Regions from separate parts of the Macaca mulatta genome. Here region 2 is linked to region 1. A link is a contact called in public Hi-C data. All regions are on one chromosome and are shown on one strand. The core of a region is the stretch at or near the end of the contact, and the rest is flanking DNA. Distances in the headings are between cores, read along the strand shown.

The links. A called contact is a pair of places that touch in the nucleus more often than the background predicts.
Region 2: a Hi-C map of CD4 T cells shows a contact between it and region 1, with 3 times the contacts expected there. The contact joins two enhancer-like sites. A contact is called at or near these places in 7 of 14 Hi-C or Micro-C datasets (CD4 T cells, blood, cortical neurons and 3 more).

Annotation. Positions count from the first base shown.
Region 1 is chr13:117,803,349-117,806,084 of T2T-MMU8v2.0, forward strand. All of the region lies in intron 8 of RNF144A (ring finger protein 144A), which reads right to left. Among named protein-coding and RNA genes, the nearest start is that of RNF144A, 110 kb to the right of the region's middle. Within about 2 kb of position 1,338, at least 9 of the 40 cell types and tissues checked have an H3K27ac peak or open chromatin away from gene starts, as enhancers often do. A contact at or near this core is called in CD4 T cells and blood, where this site is marked.
Region 2 is chr13:117,923,557-117,926,292 of T2T-MMU8v2.0, forward strand. No RefSeq gene overlaps it. Among named protein-coding and RNA genes, the nearest start is that of RNF144A, 7.4 kb to the left of the region's middle. Within about 2 kb of position 1,410, at least 5 of the 40 cell types and tissues checked have an H3K27ac peak or open chromatin away from gene starts, as enhancers often do. A contact at or near this core is called in CD4 T cells and blood, where this site is marked.

The DNA of each region.
Region 1 (2,736 bases), core at 88-2,587:
TGGGCTGTGACCGCAGTAGGGTGGGCCATGTGGGGGGAGGGCTTCCTGCATGACAACCAGGCACAAGTGACTTCGCGGAGGTCACACCTGGACTGGGTCACAGAGAGGGCTGGAGTGTGGATGTGCAGAGCTGGGCAGGAACAGGAGAAGCAGAGGAAGACAGTGAGGAAGACCAAGGTGGCAGCAACAGCCGGGGCAAAGCAGAGAGGCAGGGAGAGCACGGGCGCTGCAGGTCAAAGAAGTTCAGAGTGAGCCTGGAGGAGCAGGGAAGATGTGGCCGCCAAGACCCGTGCTCAGGCTGTCCCAGGTAGTCAGAGCACTGGGCCTTTGGCAGCTCCTGGGCACGATGGCGTGAGGATATCCGACTGCCAGCCCCAGCTGAGGCCCCAGCCAGCAGCCAGATCAAGCACCAGAAGCATGGGGTGCGGGCCTGCAGGGGCTCCTGCCCGGCTTCAGAGCTGCCCCAGCTGACGCCACCTGGGCCGCACGTGGGCTGCCTTCGCTGAGCCCTGTTCACACCGCAGATTCCAGAGCAAACTACATATGAGGATGGTCAGCCTGAGTATGTGAAAGGCGTAGCACCCAGCAACAGCCAGCCAGGGTCCCTGTGGAAAGCACTCGCTCTCACCCGGAACTCACCTTCTCTACAGGGAAACTGCCAGAGTTGGGAAATGGTTTCCAAGTTCTCACCAAGCTGTGACTCAGTTTCTGCCAACGTACACACAACAGCATCCACTCACACGGTGGCTGGGCAAATGCCGGCCACCCTGAGTCAGCACCCAGGCAACCCCTACCTACAGCCCAGGGCAAACCAAGTGCAGGGGAGGAACGCAGCCTCGTGGCAGTTTCTGTGCTGTGTGGGGAGGTGGGCATAGGTGTCGTCATGGGTTGAATCGTGTCCTCCCAAAACAGTATGTTGAAGTTCTAGCCCCTAGTATCTCAGAATGTGACCTTCTTTGGAAACAGGGTATCTGCAGATGCAATCAAGTTACCACGAGGTGATTAGCACGGGGCTCAATCCCGTACCGCTGATGTCCTGATACAAAGGGGGGATTTGGACACTGACGGAAGACGGGGTGAAGACGCACAGGGAAGAGGCAGCCGGAGGAAGACGGAGGATTGCAGCGATGCATTGATCTGTCCAGGAATGCCATAGATGGCTGGCAAACCACAGAAGCTGGAGGCGGCCAGGAGGGGCTCTCCTGCAGGTTTCAGACCAGGCAGCGCCCTGCTGACACCTTGATTTCAGAATTCGGACCTCCAGGACTGAGCCAATGTGTTTCTGCTGTTCTGAGCCACCCAGTCTGTAGTGCTTTGTCACAGCAGCCAGAGCAGATCTGGAAGGGGTGTGGATTCAAGCCATGCAAGGCCAAGGGCAGAGAAAACAGTCAGAGGAGCTCAAACCAACCTTCTAGACCAGAGGGCAGCACGCCATGGCCCTTGGGTCAAATCCGGCTTCATCATCTGTTTCTGTTTTGTTTATCCATACAGCTTTACTGAGACATAATTCCCGTACCACGCAATTCAGATATTTAAAGTACACATTCAATGGTTTCCAGTGTGTTCACAGAGTTACGCAACCATCGCCACAGTCACTTCCACCTGCCTGTGTAAACAGTTTCACTGGAACACAGCCAAGGTAACTCACTGACGTCCCGTCGGCTGCTTCTGTGCTGCCAGGTGGAGCTGACGGTTGCAGCAGAGACCTACGGCCTGCGAGGCCAAGCATGCTCAGCATCTGCTCTTTGATGGGAGGCGTGTCTTATCCCCCGCGGCGGACGCCCACACGCTTTGCCACATGGTTGGCATTTGAGGTTGTGCAGGAAGTGCCGTTGTAGGTGGACCTTTCCCTCATCCTGGCGACTGCCTCGAGACTGAGCTTCTCCATCTTTTAGATGAGGCTGACACACCTGCCTCAGAGGCTCTCCTGAGAAATGTCGTGAATGAGTCACAGACTTGAGCCCTTCACGCCTCGAGAAGCAGGCAGGGAGCAGCAGCCAACATGCCTCCTGCTGCTAATCCCTCAGCAGCTTCCCACAAACCCAGCACAAGATCCAGGGTTGCTCTGTGGCCTGCCAAGCCCTAAAAGGGTCTGTCCCTGTCATCATCTTTGACCACCTCCCCATCGCATCACCTCTAGCTGATTTACTCATCATCTCTGACCACCTCCCCATCGCATCACCTCTAGCTGATTCAGTCATCATCTCTGACCTCCCCATCACATCACCTCTAGCTGATTTACTCATCATCTCTGACCACCTCCCCATCGCATCACCTCTAGCTGATTTACTCATCATCTCTGACCACCTCCCCATCACATCACCTCTAACTGATTTACTCATCATCTCTGACCACCTCCCCATCACATCACCTCTAGCTGATTTATTAGGTTCCGTGTGCTTGCTGGTTTATCATCTCTGTCCCTAAACAGAACGTAGGCCCCGTAGAAGGACGTACTGTCTCACGCACCACTGTATCTCCAGCTCCTAGAGCAGTACCCAGTGCATAGTAGGTGATAAATATGTGTTGAAAGCACACGTTAATATTAAGCAACACGAGGGTCCTTTATCAACTCCAAAGGCTGCACAGGCATTACTACCTAGGGCCAGGGTCCCCAACCTGTGGGCCATGGACTGACTGGCAGTGGTCTGTGGCCTGTTAGGAACCAGGGTGCACAGCAGGAGTGAGCAGTGGGGGGTGGGTGGAGCAAATGAGCAAAGCTTCATCTGTATTTAC
Region 2 (2,736 bases), core at 160-2,659, 120 kb after region 1:
AATTCAGGTAGCAGATAGGTGGAAGGGGAACACAGTACAGAATCCAGGTCTGTGTCCTGGACAACAACTCAGGTGCCCACCGCTCATTCCTAGTGAACGCTGCCACATGGTAACACATGAGGTTTAAAATAAAGAGCCACGGGGGAGAAACAGGACTTGCTGCTCCACCTACTGAACAGGGCTCAGGTGATACATCGCAAGGTGGATGCTTGAGTGCTTCATGCAGATTCCCTACAGAACCAAGGCAGTCATGATCCCATGAGCTGGGACTGTTGGATGTGGAAGGCTCGCATCCCAGGAATCAACCTTGGCCAAAGGTAGCTGCCTCTTGTAAAACTGCTTCCAAAACAGCTTGCCTGATCCAGGCAAGGCTCATGCCTGCCCCACTTGGCATACCTTGGGACCACACTGAAGGGCTCTCTGGTCCTAGAGTTCCCCAGCAAAGGCATCCCAGCTCCCCTGCTTCCTCATTCTTCTACAGGAACCCTTCCTAAGCATCTCTTAACGGCCAACCTTCATCTCAAGAGCCTATTTCCCAGGGAACCTGACCTGAGACAGTAAGATGGGGAAAGTGAGCTCCAGCAAGACTGCAGAAGAAGAGAATCATAAAACATTTTCCTGACAATAGATTGTCTGACTTGGTAGGACCAGCAGGTTTTATGGATAAAGGTGGCAGGTGGGCTGGAGCAGGAATGGACAGAGCCTTGGATGTCACCTAAGAATGGAAAGTTCTGGGGGATGGTGGGAATAAAAATAAGAATAGGGGCTATAGAGACCCTTTGTGGACTGAAACATACTTAAAAGCCCCTTTAGAGATCATTTTGTCTCATTGCTGTGTGTTTCTAAGTATTTGACTTTTATTCTGCTATTATTTTAAATGCTCCTAACCTTAGATAATTCAATCTTCTTAAAATACATACAGTACTTAAAAACTTCTCTCTCTCTCTTTCTCTTTCTACACACACACACACACAAACACACACACACACACACCATCGCCACCCCCATCAACAACAATAACAAACGCAAACACTCTCATCAAATCCCCATGCCTTGACAGCCTGGAAGATTTCTCATACTCTTTTAAACTTCAGTGCACCACTGACACCTCTAGTAACATTTCTGTCACCCCGCTGGGTTAGCCAATCTTTCTGCTGAGTTGTGCTCACACCACTTTTATTACTCTCTTATTATATTATTTGTATGTTTGGCATTAGACGTGAAAGAATGTAATATTCCAATGAAAGAATGCAAATTCCTCTTTCTCCTTTCCCCATCTTGCACGTGTATGAAGATCTCTATTCATCTGTCTTCTCCTTCCTTCTCTCATTTCATATCTTTGTGTGAAAGTTTGGTCTATTGGGTTGTATTTCTGAGAACATATTCTTATCAGAGGATCACAGGGCAAGGCCACAAGCCACTTCCTCCAAAGAAGACATGCACTCACAGTTTCTCATCATCAAGAGGGGAGCAGGCTTCATGGATTGAAACAAACAAATAACAACAACAAATAAAACCCAGAAACTCAGAAGCTGAGTCCCAGGCAGTTTGGAAGGAAGAAGGACAAACCATCTCCCTGAGCTTGGTTTGGGCTTGGCCGCCAAAGTCAGTATGTTTCATCAAGATCTAGCTATGCGCGCGGTCATGTCAGTTAGACTCCCTCCGCTCCAGCTATAAAATAAGGGATGATTACACTTCTCTTATATGGTTTCTCTGAGCATTTAAAATAAAAATTAGTCAAAGCACTTAACACCATACTTGCCATGCCTGCTTCAGGGCTCAAAAATTGTTAGCTGCTAAAATATGCTCTCTACCCTCAAGGGCCATATAGTTTAAGAGAAGAATCGTGTGTCCACTGGTAGGAGGCATAGGCACATTCCCCCCAAACCGAGATTATTGTGATTCTATCAGTTGTAGAGCCACCCCCACGGAGAATGTAAATCTTGGTCAATATTGTGAAATGGGACTATGAAGTCCAAATGCCTTAACCCCTCCTGAAATTGTATCTCCATCATTAGCCTTAGACAATCTGAATGTTATTTGTTATGGGATCATTTTGGTTAGGACTGGCTAATCTGTGTTACAGTAACAAGTAATCTCAAAAGGTGAACTGTCCCATGCATGCAGTTTGCTATGACCATGTTTGTCTCTTCAATACTATCCTCCCAATAAGCACACAAGATCAAGGTTGCCTGTTTTTAGACTCAGCCATCTCAACATTAGGCCTCCTCTGTAATCACTGTGGCCCCAAAAGCAAATGTTGTAAAGCCTTGTACCAGTAGTTAAACGCACTCATCATTGGCCAGAACGAGTAGCTTTGCTTAACTGAAAGGTGAGAAAGTATAATTTTCTCATGTTCACAGAAAGGGGTATGAAAGACTACTCAACGTCTTTACAATAGGGAGTAAAAATATTTCCTTCAAGGAACAATGATTAAGGTTAGCAGTTTTCAGTGAACAGCTAATGCCTGACATACCATCGAATAAATTAGGGGATAGTCATGGTGGCACTGAGACTTGAATTTGAAGACAGGCATCTGATAAGACAAGTCAGATCTTCAGAGGTATTTCACTTGGGGAGTGTCATGTTTTATAAAACTTGAATGCCTCTAAGAGGAGTATGTTTTCTACCTCACCCTGGCTCCCACCACCCTGTGCTGTCTTATATCCAGTTGCTTTGCACATTTCTGTGTCTCTGATTTTTGAGGCCACTTGAAGGCCGACATTGGACCCTTCA